Linked DNA regions of Mus musculus: regions 1 and 2 are each linked to region 3. A link is a contact called in public Hi-C data. All regions are on one chromosome and are shown on one strand. The core of a region is the stretch at or near the end of the contact, and the rest is flanking DNA. Distances in the headings are between cores, read along the strand shown.

The links. Hi-C and Micro-C count contacts between places; a contact is called where the count stands out from the background.
Region 1: a Hi-C map of uterus shows a contact between it and region 3. The contact joins two enhancer-like sites. A contact is called at or near these places in 4 of 484 Hi-C or Micro-C datasets (nephron progenitors, uterus and ventricular fibroblasts) and 2 of 115 datasets of contacts at active chromatin or transcription factors (embryonic limb bud and embryonic stem cells).
Region 2: a contact with region 3 is called in a Hi-C map of tail fibroblasts, with 2.6 times the contacts expected there. The contact joins two enhancer-like sites. A contact is called at or near these places in 6 of 484 Hi-C or Micro-C datasets (Sertoli cells, embryonic fibroblasts, tail fibroblasts and 1 more).

What each region holds. Positions count from the first base shown.
Region 1 is chr14:28,673,969-28,677,843 of GRCm38.p6, reverse strand. The region is part of intron 2 of Gm35164 (predicted gene, 35164); the gene reads right to left. Among named protein-coding and RNA genes, the nearest start is that of Gm35164, 26 kb to the right of the region's middle. Within about 2 kb of position 2,178, at least 20 of the 459 cell types and tissues checked have an H3K27ac peak or open chromatin away from gene starts, as enhancers often do. A contact at or near this core is called in uterus, where this site is marked.
Region 2 is chr14:28,729,518-28,733,445 of GRCm38.p6, reverse strand. No RefSeq gene overlaps it. Among named protein-coding and RNA genes, the nearest start is that of Gm35217, 67 kb to the left of the region's middle. Within about 2 kb of position 1,660, at least 9 of the 459 cell types and tissues checked have an H3K27ac peak or open chromatin away from gene starts, as enhancers often do. A contact at or near this core is called in tail fibroblasts, where this site is marked.
Region 3 is chr14:28,531,702-28,535,748 of GRCm38.p6, reverse strand. No RefSeq gene overlaps it. Among named protein-coding and RNA genes, the nearest start is that of Wnt5a, 28 kb to the right of the region's middle. Within about 2 kb of position 2,663, at least 30 of the 459 cell types and tissues checked have an H3K27ac peak or open chromatin away from gene starts, as enhancers often do. A contact at or near this core is called in tail fibroblasts and uterus, where this site is marked.

The DNA of each region.
Region 1 (3,875 bases), core at 929-3,428, 140 kb before region 3:
CCTCTGGTGATCCTGAATGTATATTTGCTCTCAGGAACGTACTCCACTGAAGAAGAAAAAAACAAAAACAAAACCACCCTCCTTCTGTGCACCTATGATCAGCAAACTTGCCTGGTGGGAGTGTCACCTTCATTAAATCAAGCTTGTTTCCTTTACAGGTGAGATGAGGAGGAGAAAAACGATGGAGAAAAACATTACAAATCACCATGATGCTCAGTCCCAGGCTGATGCTACATTCAACCTCACTGTGCCCACCCATGAAATGGGAACACAAAGTTTGAAGTTTCAAGATTGCTTTAAGACCATCATGAGATGAAGATGCATTGGAATTTGTTCGACATGATGTTGGTCCATGAGGAGCTGCCCCTACCATTTTCAGCCCTGGCAGCAATGGATTTCCAATAGAATTAGTGTCCAAATAATTAGGTAGCCATAATAGTATATAGAGTACCAATAGTTGGTGATGGAGCTTTAAATACCTGATTACAAATCATAGCTCTATCCTAAGTAGCTATCTGGCCATAGGCAAATCATCATTGCTGCTTTTGTTGTGTCTAATGGCTTTACTCAAGAAACTCCTGGGAGATTTCTCTTCAAACTTTGCATTGCTGAAAAGTGGGATATGACTGGGAATAAGAGATGGGGCTGACTCCTCATAAATACCTCAGGACCTGCTCTCCAAACTATGTTCAAGCTAGGACCCCTTCTTTCTCAAACCTTGCAAACAGAGTATCTTTCAACAACAGTTAGGATTATGACCATAATATATTAAACAATGGGGGAAATGAACTTGAAATATAAACATTTAGTAAGCTATATGCACAGAGAAAAGAATCAGAGATTGGACTTTCCACTAAAATACGGATGTCCTCACCAGTCAATGGCAGTCGGTTGATGAATCCCAGGAGTCCATGCTACTCTCCGGCTCACTGTACAGGAAGTTATGACCGGGCTGAGACTCACATGGGAAGAGAAGATGGGGTGTATCCAAACATGGCTCCCCTCTAAACGATCTCTTTCCTTCCAGTGGAAGAGAAAGTCACAAGTCTGAATGGGGCCCTCTGAAGGCACATAGTCCAGTCCTGCTCTATATAATCCAAGTTTCTTGTTAGTCTAGGGAATAGTCCATTCATGTTTTTAGTATTTCTCTGTCTTGATCAATCTCACCACGGAAATCTTGGGCATAGTCACTGACTTTAGGACTTTTTCTCCATTCTTCGGGGTCTGCCTAGTCCTTTTGGCTACAGTGACACTTCTGGCAGGCGTTCATAAATGGGGCACAGAACACATATTCCCGTGTCACACGTCTAATCGGTCTGCATTTCTCGATCCTGCTTCCATAAGCCCTTTTTATTAATACATTTAGTCAGCACGAGGATTATGATTAGATACTCCTGTTTCTAAAACTTCATCCTGAGGATAAGGCAAGCAGGAATTTGCTTCCAAAGCAACTTACTGTTGCTACTTTCTAATAATTGAAGGTTTTAGGGCAGCCATTTCTCTTTAAGCTTCCCGATAATCCCAGCAAAATCCGCATGTCAGAAAGTGAGGGCAGCCCTCCTGCCTCACACTGTGTCTGTGTGTGACAAGGGTGCTGACTGAGTCCTGCTTGGCTTGAAGACTGGTTCAAAACAGGAGAACAAGCTGCGGGCAAACCAGGAATCCCACACAAATCCCCCCCGTAGAACCAGGAAGTGAGCAGCACGGTGGAAAATGTGCCTGCTTTTCTGCTTCCTTGTCCTTTGCTAGCAACCTAATGTTAGCTTAGGCCGGAGCCCTACGGAACTAAAGCAGGGAAGAGAACCACAAACTGTAGGCTGCGAAAGACCTTCACAGGAGGACACGGAATCGGGAAATCTCTTCACTGTACCAGATAACACGGTTTTGTCGCCACCCCCCTCCCAGCCTGATAATTATGGAGAGAGGTGAGAATTCCAAAAGCAAACACAGAGCTCTTTGGGATGTAAACTTAGCAGCACCAAGAACTTTTCAGGGTTCCTACCCTGGACAGGCCAGGAGACGGTACCCATTTTCTGAAGGGTGCTTCTCCCACAGGCAGTCAGAACAGAGCTATCTGTTGCCAGAAACCATTCATCAGACTCCAGAAGAGGCTGTCAGCTCAGCCTCCAGGCCTCCAGCCAGCCTGTCGGGATCCAGGCAAACGGCCAGAGTGTCAGGGGCTGCGGCTGGTAGCCAACCAGGACTTTGATGTCTAAGGGTTGGCCAGCTGGTATGTGAGGGTGGCCCAGAGGCTCTGAAATCATATGCCCAGCCTTGAGGGCAGGGGTTCTGAAGCAGGCTGGCCCTAAGAGTATCTCTAATAAAGACGGAGGTAGACATCTTATATTGTTAAAGAATTATTTGAATTATTTCAGTATTTGTTTTATTTAAATTTCCATTACACATGCTTTTCATTATACAACTCAATTAGTATATAGAAGTTTTTTTCTCTCCTTAAAATGTTTAAATGAACGTAATTGTTCAATTTGGAAAGATTACAATGCTTTTATTTAATTAACACTGCAATAAATACATCTCTCTGTAATGAACCCCATACTTTTAGGCCATTAACCATTCAATAAATTTGCAATATGGAAGGTCCTATATGCAGAAGAAGATAAATAAAGCTATTTCGTTGAATGTATGAGAGCTATGATGCTGAGCAGCAAATGACTGCATTTTGCTTCTCATCCCTGAGAGCTATACCTTGATCACAAACATATGTGCCTGCAATAAACACCACACATTTCCATTGCTATTTTGAACATGAGCTACACTGGACATTAAAGAAAACTTGTAGGGCATTGATGCTGAGTGTTCTCCATGGCACCTTCCCAACGAGAGGTTCTTCCAACATTGGTTCACAAGGGTCATCTGTCATGCGCCTTAGCAAACCTAGCCATGGCCTTCCAGAAAAAGAAAAAAACAAAAAAATCAACATCTAACCAGTCAGGCTTCCCCAGTCAGAGTGTACTCCTAGAAGCACAAAATTAAAGCCACTCCCTTCCTTAGATGCTCTGTGATGCACAACCATCCAAGACAGACCTCACAGCAACTAAGGACATGACTTCCATGGCAAAGAGCTCTCAGTCCTGTGTCCATTCCCTCTTCCCAGGGATATAATGCATTATAATTGCTGTAACATCAGTTACAGCTCATATTCTCCTCTCTTCACACCTTCAACTCCCCCTAGTATGGAGCCCTGAAAGGACTGAGTCCACAGCTGCTATCCAGCTTTAAATGCACCTCCCAAAAGCTAATTAGAGCATTAAAAAAATCCAAGAACTCACATGAGAATATTTCTTTCCCCAATCCATGTTGGGGAAAGAAATGTTATTGTATTGCAACTCCGGGAGAGCAAAGTAATCTTGAAGCCGAAGCCTTGGTTCTCAAATGCAGTACAATGGCTCAGGAATTAGCCTGACTTGGAACTAGCCCTCCCTTGTAGCAGGGCTGATCTGAAGGAGCATTAGCCATTTTGCTAGAAAGACTAAACCTGGGTAGTAAGGTTGGCATTTCAGTATAGGGAAAGAAGGACGCCAAGAACAAGAAGAGATGGAATAGATAGGGAAGAGACAGGCATGTATGACTCAGGCATGAGTGAAGCTGTTAAACAGATGCTTCCAACCATCTTGCACTCTGGACCACAGCCCCACCCACAGCAGTTCTGTCAGCCTCTCTCCACAGAATCCAACACCTGGTGAGAGGGTGCTGGCAAAGAGGCAGCTTTGAAATTGGGTGATATAAGCAAGTTTCTTGAGGTATTTGGGTTTGTAGACTAGTTTAGGAAATGGTGGATATTACACTGTCATGGACTACAGGGCACATAAATGGCGCTGGGTACCCACAAAGTGTAAAATGGATTCTGACTAAAG
Region 2 (3,928 bases), core at 411-2,910, 200 kb before region 3:
CTGTCTTATTCAGGGTTTCTATTCCTCCACAAGCATCATGACCAAGAGGCAAGTTGGGGAGGAAAGGGTTTTTTCAGCTTACACTTCTATACTGCTGTTCATCACCAAGGAAGTCAGGACTGGAACTCAAGCAGGTCAGGAAGCAGGAGCTGATGCAGAGCCATGGAGGGATGTTACTTACTGGCTTGCCTCCCCTGGCTTGCTCAGCCTGCTCTCTTACAGAACCAAGACTACCAGCCCAGAGATGGTCCCACCCACAAGGGGCCTTTCCCCCTTGATCACTAATTGAGAAAATGCCTTACAGTTGGATCTCATGGAGGCATTTCCTCAACTGAAGCTCCTTTCTCTGTGATAACTCCAGCTGTGTCATGTTGACACAAAAATATCCAGTACACACACACAGCAGTACATGTGTGTATGTAATATAAGAAGAAAAACTCTGCATATACAGTAAAATATGTGTCCTGTTAAAATGGCATAAATTTACATAAACTTGATAATACATGGTATACTTGTATGCATATAACAACAGTTAATGAAAAAAGAGACCAAGAATTTGAAAGAGAGCATGGAGAGGCTTAGGAGAGGGTTGGAGCCAGGAAGTGGTGGCACATGCCTATGATCCCAGCACTTGGGAGGCAGAGGCAGGCAGATTTCTGAGTTCAAGGCCATCCTGGTCTACAAAGTGGGTTCCAGGACAGCCAGGGCTACACAGAGAAACCCTGTCTTGAAAAAAACAAAACAACAACAAAAAAAAAAAAAAAAAGAGGAGGAGGTTGGAAGGAAAGGGAAGGGAGAAATGATGTTATTATAATCTCAAAGATAAATGAAAAAATAAGCATATAAAATGTGAGATTGCAAACCTAAAAATAATGGCCCAGTATAGGGGAACGCCAGGGCCAAGAAGTGGGAGTGGGTAGGTAGGGGAGCAGGGCCGGGGGAGGGTATAAGGAACTTTCGGGTTAGCATTTGAAATGTAAATAAAGAAAATATCTAATGAAAAAAAAGAATAAAAAGAAAGAAAGAGAGAGAGAGAGAGAGAGAGAGAGAGAGAGAGAGAGAGAGAGAGAGAGAGAAGAAATGGGAGGAAGTGGCCATGGGCAGGACTGTGGAAATTCCTGGACCCAGAGAATTTGGGGGCAAAGTATGAGGCAGCATTATCTGGGAGTGCATTCCTGGGGGATCGAGGGCTTCGGGGAACAGTAGCTGCTTATATTTCAGAGGAGCCCAGGTTACTTCTACCTTCTGTGTAATTCCTCTTTTTACTGTGTTTAAGGTTCACTTTAACTGTACTTGTTAGATTGTTTTAATTAGGAAAAGGCTTTTTCTGAGAGGCACAGAAGTCATTGGTGTTGGAGAATTGAAGGAGGCATCAGAGGTATTAGATAATATGAGTAGCATTTGCACTTATGGGGACTAAAGCATTTCCTGTTATAACTGATATCAGCATTGTTCATGGAATTTGATATTATTGTCAATAATTTTTAAAATAAGAGTAATAAGATTTTCCACATAGACATAACACACACACCATATCCAGACATAGTAACTCTGAGATATGAGCATTAATATGACTACTCAAACCAGCTATTACTGCTTGTCTCAGGTCTTAGTGTATCCGTATCCCTGACTGAGATGGCAGGACAGCAGCTTCTGGCCCTCAGTCTGGCTAAGTCCACCACAACATTGGCAGTTTCTCAGAAGAAGCCCTGCCTTCTCTGAGTAAGCAGTAAATGTTTGAGAAAGGAAAGACCCCATGTTTTATGTCAGCTTATTTTGCATGTTTGACTTGCATTTGGGGATACACACAGGGTTCTGATAATGGCATCTGCTTTATGTTTTGATTATTCCTAAATGTGTGCTTTGATTGATGTGAACTTCTCAACTTTTGGGTGAGGTCTGCCATTCCAGCCACAAAACTGAGGTTTCCCTGAGAAGCCCAGCACAGGAGTAACGGGGTTCTGTGCCTAAGGATGATGTAAGCATTAGTGTATTCTGCCTGGTGCTGGCCCCTGGAAGCCACTGGAGTCTCTGTAGCTTGAGTCAGAGGTTTAAGCTCAGCATACAAAGTTGCCATGAATACCACATGTCTGCGTCTTCTCAGGACCCCTTGGTCTACCTCTCAAGGGCAAAGAGCAAGAGCTCAACTCTCCGTCTGTTGAGGATCAAGATGGACCCTTCCCCATTGAACTTTGTAAATTGAAAGGGATGCCTTCCACAGGTTCTTTATATATAAACTAGGAAAAACACAAGCTTTGAAAATAAATGAATTGTCTACACAGTAATTGCTAAGCCCAAGTCAGAAGAGCTTAAAGACTATAAAAGTTTGTTTTTCAAACAAATAGGAACCTGGAAGTGAGTCAATCCGGAAAGATGACAAACTTATTAAGCATTATATTTTTGGCAGGGAAAGGCAAGATGGTTCTAAAGTTCTGAATAGCAGGACATTAGGGAGTGATGTGCTCACATGCAGACAGAGGCTGGGTCTGGTAGAATAATTTGATTAGTAATGTCTGCATTGTGCATTGAAGGTGGTGGTGGCTAATGTGCAAGTCTGTTGTCCTCTTTAGATAGGATGGCTTTCAAGTTACTGAGATCAGCAGCAACACTAAAATTGATGTCACCAGCTCTGGGCCATTTTCACATGAACTTCTGATGTCAGATAACAGTTATCTTTACTCGTGACACTAGTTCCTCAGTTTTCTGTAGACATCCACAAGGCACTCAACAAAATAAATCAGCTTTCACTATAGCTGTAGCCACCCACAGTTAGCACAAATCCCCTGATCCAGCCATCAGTTATATAGGGCTATCCCCCATGCCAGATACCAGCTGAAAATCCCAGGGCACCCAGGACTTCTGACTGACTAGTTCTGGATCCAAGAAGTTCTTCCTTGGGACGACAGAAGAACTGGTACGGCTGAGCAAGGCTAAACCCAAGAAAATCTCAGACTTGAGAATGATAGGATGGAGCCATCTCCCTGCCAAACTACCTGATCTGGAACATATAACCATGACACCCCACTGAGAGGACCAGGACAATCAGTCATGTACCATAAAAACCCAGAGTTCTCCATGCTAACGAGGGTTCCAGACAGGCCCCGAGTGTTTAGGTAATGATCTCCCCTTCCAGTGAGTCCCTTTCCACATAAGGTCTTTGATCCCTCATTCACCCTGAGGAAGATATATGCATTCACATTCACCATCAAATAAAGCAGTTTGGACAGAGTCTGTCTTCTTTATCAAGGATCTCTGTTGGGGTGGGGGTTGGTCTTTGCCATAAAGAACCTAACTCTCCCAGAGAAGGCTTTCCTTCTTCCAGCCCCCCTGCACTCTCGGTACTCACTCAGAACCAGACTCGATTTCACCCCAGTCCGAGGCTCTGCCATCTTCTTCCTGCCTGGTGCTTAGGGGAAGCTCAAGGACCAGCAGAGGTCCCCAACTCTTAGCGGTCCCCATTGGCATCTAGGTATACAGGATGCTGGGAATCAAACCATCTCACCCCTGGAACCCCTATACCAGACTGCTTTCTGCTTCCCCTGAGTGGCTTGTCAGAGGTGCTCAGGCACCCTAGCTATGAGGCAGAGATGCATCCTGACAGTATGGTAGATTTATCTCAGGAAAACCCTTTGCTTACAGTTAATCATTCATTATAAATGGTACACAAGCCTTACAATCAGGTCTAAGAGTCTTACAGGATAAAGTATGGATATAGTGGGAGACTCATAGACTTTAATGTCCTTACTGAAGCTTACCAACCCCAATGCCATCTGACCCATCATCTGTGTGGTTTTATAGAAATCATGTCAGTCCTTGGGTGACAAGCAACCTTAGCTTAGAGTTGCCTTCCCCAGGGTACATTTCCAGATAAAGAACCAAATGGGGAGGGAAGCTGAGGCTGTCGTTCAGTATAGAGTGCTCGCCTAAC
Region 3 (4,047 bases), core at 1,414-3,913:
GGGAACTGGCCTTATCACAAAGGAGGCGAAGTTCATGTCTTTCCCCCAACCCCCACCCGCTAGGGCAAGTCACACAACACATACCAATCGTTACTTTGTTCATCCTATCCATTTTTATAGTTTAAAGAGACTTTAATTGCACAAAAGCCAACCACAGTCATCAGAGAGATCGATGAAAACCAGTTTTGGTTTTTGTTGTTTTGTTTTGTCACTTAGAGATAAGAACTACGTAACACTAGATAACACTGTGTACTAATTTTTTTTTTCATAAATACAGGAGGCAAAATTTACCTGCTCATTTCCATTATAAAGCATAAGATCAATGCTGAATGCAAAAAGAGGATGAGGATCCTTGGGTACCAAGTCAGATGCCCTACACTACCCATAATTATCATAGGACTAACTATAAAGGCTGCATTAAGACACCATACAACCAACAGCACACTAATGAGTAAAGGAAACGCCTTCAAATGACTCCCTGGAAAAGAACAGAACTTGGGAGCAAAAGACCATCCTGGTCTCTAGATATCACCAGATAAAGCCACAAGAGTGACATCCCCAAAGGAGATAGATTCGAAAATCATTAAAATTCAGTCAGTTCCCCACCCCCACATCCTCTTTTCCTCACTCCACCTCAGAACTATCTGTAAGTCTTGAAGGGTATCATCATACTGTTCGCTACAGGCAGGAGCACCTGGGTTCACCTCCTTCTCTCCACTAGCCCTGGGACTCCTGATAATGCTCCACTAACTTTGCTACAAATGTGGCAATTTTAGACTCTCTAAGTGGAATTGTATCCAGTGTTTGTCTTTCCACACCTGGCTTTTTTCACTTAGCTTAATTTCCTCCAGACTCACTTACATCCCCTCTCACAGCCTCAAGTCTGACTAATACTTTGTAAGTCAGTACCTCCCTCCCTCCCCTCCCCCGCTCCCCCCGCCCCCCCCACCCCCCCCACCCCCGCCTTGGTCTGTCCATCCGCTGCACACTGACATTGCTTCACGCCTTTACTGTCTTCAGTAGTCTTGACAACAATATAAATATAAATTGAAGATAAAAGAGCAGGTATTTCTTCGGGGACCTGCTCTTAATCCAGTACAGGGATGGATATGTGATAGGCTAGGTGAAGGAGCTTAGCCCTTAGAAACCAAGCTGGAGCCTCCATGTTCCAGCCCACCACCCCAAACAATGACTGCTGATTGAACAACAGGCAACAACCAATCAAGTCCTCTCATTAGGAACGTGTGTGTGTGTGTGTGTGTGTGTGTGTGTGTGTGTGTGTGTGTGTAATTCATTAAGAGCCAATGACTGGGATATTATCATCTTGAGACCAGAGCATTTGTGATTACCCACAAGTGACCCCCCCCCCAAGACCTGAACCTATTCTCATTCTTTAGTAGGAGTAGGCTGCTGGGTTCCCCCCAGGAAATTAAGAAAATACAGACTCCCTAGGAATCACTGTCTACACAGTAAATCTGCATAACCAAAAGGTAGGTTCTAAATCTGCATTTTGCTGATGTCATGTGTTAACTTAGAATCCATGGTGAAGGGGAATTCATGAATGCCTTGCTCTGGGCTCCTCCCTGGAGCCTAGACCTTGGTTCAGGCAGACCTTGCCATCATCATTTTGTAACCGTGGTCCCCACCCCACAGCCTGCAGCCTGTAACAACTGCTAACAGATCCGTAACTGAGGCAGCCAGAGCTTCAGGTCCTGCTGCTGCAGAGTCCATCTGTATAGTCCTGGGCCCTGCATCCTGTGCCTTACTTAGTACCCATGGCTGTCTCCCAGGCCATTGAAGACTCTTCTCTTGTTTCAGTGTTACAAAGGGATTTAGGTGTAGTGGAATTTGAAGCCAGACTGCCCTCCATAACAAAAGCCTGTCTTAAAAAGGAAAGAAAAGAAAAGGAAGATAGGGGAGTGGTGGGGAGGAAAGAAGGAAGAGAAGGAGGAACAACAAGGGAATGACCAATACTAAGACAGTGTCATAGTCTATATTCTGAGCAAATGGCTCTCATGGTGTGTCTGAAATCAGCACTGGTCAGTAGGCTTCTTGTGCCGGTGGGAGATGATGAAGGCCTGGCTGCCTTCTAGATGCTCACTGAGCATCTCATGTGTGCAGGTGCACATCTAGACCTGCACTCCTACACTCACAGGAAATCCTATAGCTATTCCGTCGTTTACTTTCGTGGCTATATTAAGCCCCTGATATGAGGCTCGATGCCCTGAAGAATGAACTGCTTTAACCATTCCAGCTCAGCTAGTCCCCACAGCTGCTGGTGGCTCTTGTCGACGCGACGCGACTGTTTTAGATACTTTGCCTAATTAATTGTGCAGAGTAGGAAACACCAGCTTAGTTTTAGTAAACCAGGAAATTGATACTCAGGGATGGAAAATGGCGTGCCTGAGGTCACAGGATGAGGCAGGGCAGGAATCCAAACGCAAACTGATTCTGTGACACACCATAACTACTCCGCACTTACACGCATGGGCGTGAAACTCTGATAGGGGATAAAAATAAAACGGGACCGTCCCATCTCTCCGGCATCAGCTCTGTTTTAGTTACAAAGCCAAAACAGAAAGCAATGCCAGAGGCAGGACCACACTATCAATTCCGCCTACCCATGTGGACTGCTGGCCAGCGGGCTTGGCGAGGAACTCCAGTCCTGGCTCAACACAAGCCTGTGGTCAAGCATGTTTTATTGCATGCCGAAACTCAAAGATTGCTCAGCCTCCAAGACCAGAAGTGATTGCAGGGCAACAAGGGAAGGGAGGCTAGAGACTGCCCCTCCTGGCTCTGAGAGTGGACACCCTGTCTGGCGAGTTGCCTTCTGCCTTCATAGAGCCCCGCCGCACCCCAATTCAGGGAGGCCCCATTGCCTGGGAAATGTCTCCAGTGTCTAGGCTCCCACGCCCAGGGGAGCCTCCATCTCTAACAGTTAGGGCCAGCCATTCAAATCATATTACACTGTAAGTGGTTCTACAAATTGTCAGCCCTAATGAAATTTAGCAAGAAGCAGCGGGAGAGGTGCAAACAGTTTAGAACTGGTTTCTTGGGTTTCGAGCCCCAAATTCAAGTGGTTGAAGCTTCTTATGGAAAAAAAAAATGCAGGGAGCATAAATTTCCCCTTGTCACTGGGGCACCCTCTTAGGGTTCTCTCTTTCCCAGTGCCCCACCCTAAATGGTACCAAGTCGTGATCCTTCCTCACAAGAGAAAGTCTGAGTGATTTGTTTACCCAGCTAAAGTTTTGGTTGGTAGAGGCCCTGGGGAAATGCAGAGGGGAAGAATAAAGGTGGAGAGCTTGGGCCCCAGCCTGGATTATGGATTTCAGGAAAGGCTCTGAGTGGGAAAACGTACCTGCCTGCCAGGAATCCCTCCAGGAAACCAGCCTGTTAGACAGGACCCGTGTTCTCTGCACTGCAAACAGTCTGGAGATGGCAGGCTGCAAGCCAGCTTCATCCTGCTCTCTGCCCACCACTCGGTAACATCCCCAGATGTGCTCTCCATGGCCGAGGGGTGGGTCATGTGCAGTTGCTACTTACAGGCTGCCGATAGAAGACTTACCACTTGTCGTTTATTGTGTGAGCACCACGTCCAGGCCAGTTGCCTGCACAAACCACTTCCTGGGAAATCCCTGGGAACCTATGCACAATGGCCAGGAACTGCCCCTTTCACAGATAAGGCCCAGGAAGGCCAAGAAAAGGGCCAGTACTCTATGGGTGGTTTTGAAACACAGAATGTCATGATTTGAGGGACAGAGCACCTGGATAGACAAAGAGAGGGCAAGGCACATGGGCAAATGGGCAGAAGGACAGAGGACAGAAGGACAAAGGCCAAACAATGTAGTCCAGGTTCCATTTGCTTCATTTGCCCATGTTCTGTTTCCCACCTCCAAATATGATCAGCTGGTTAAAGGAGAAGGCAAATACTCTTGACACTTTCCAAACCACTATGCACATGTTGAAGAATGGGGGTCCAGAGAAGGCACAAACTTTGCCCCAAAGCCACACAGCAAAATGACAGACTGTGATGAGCCAGAGCACAGA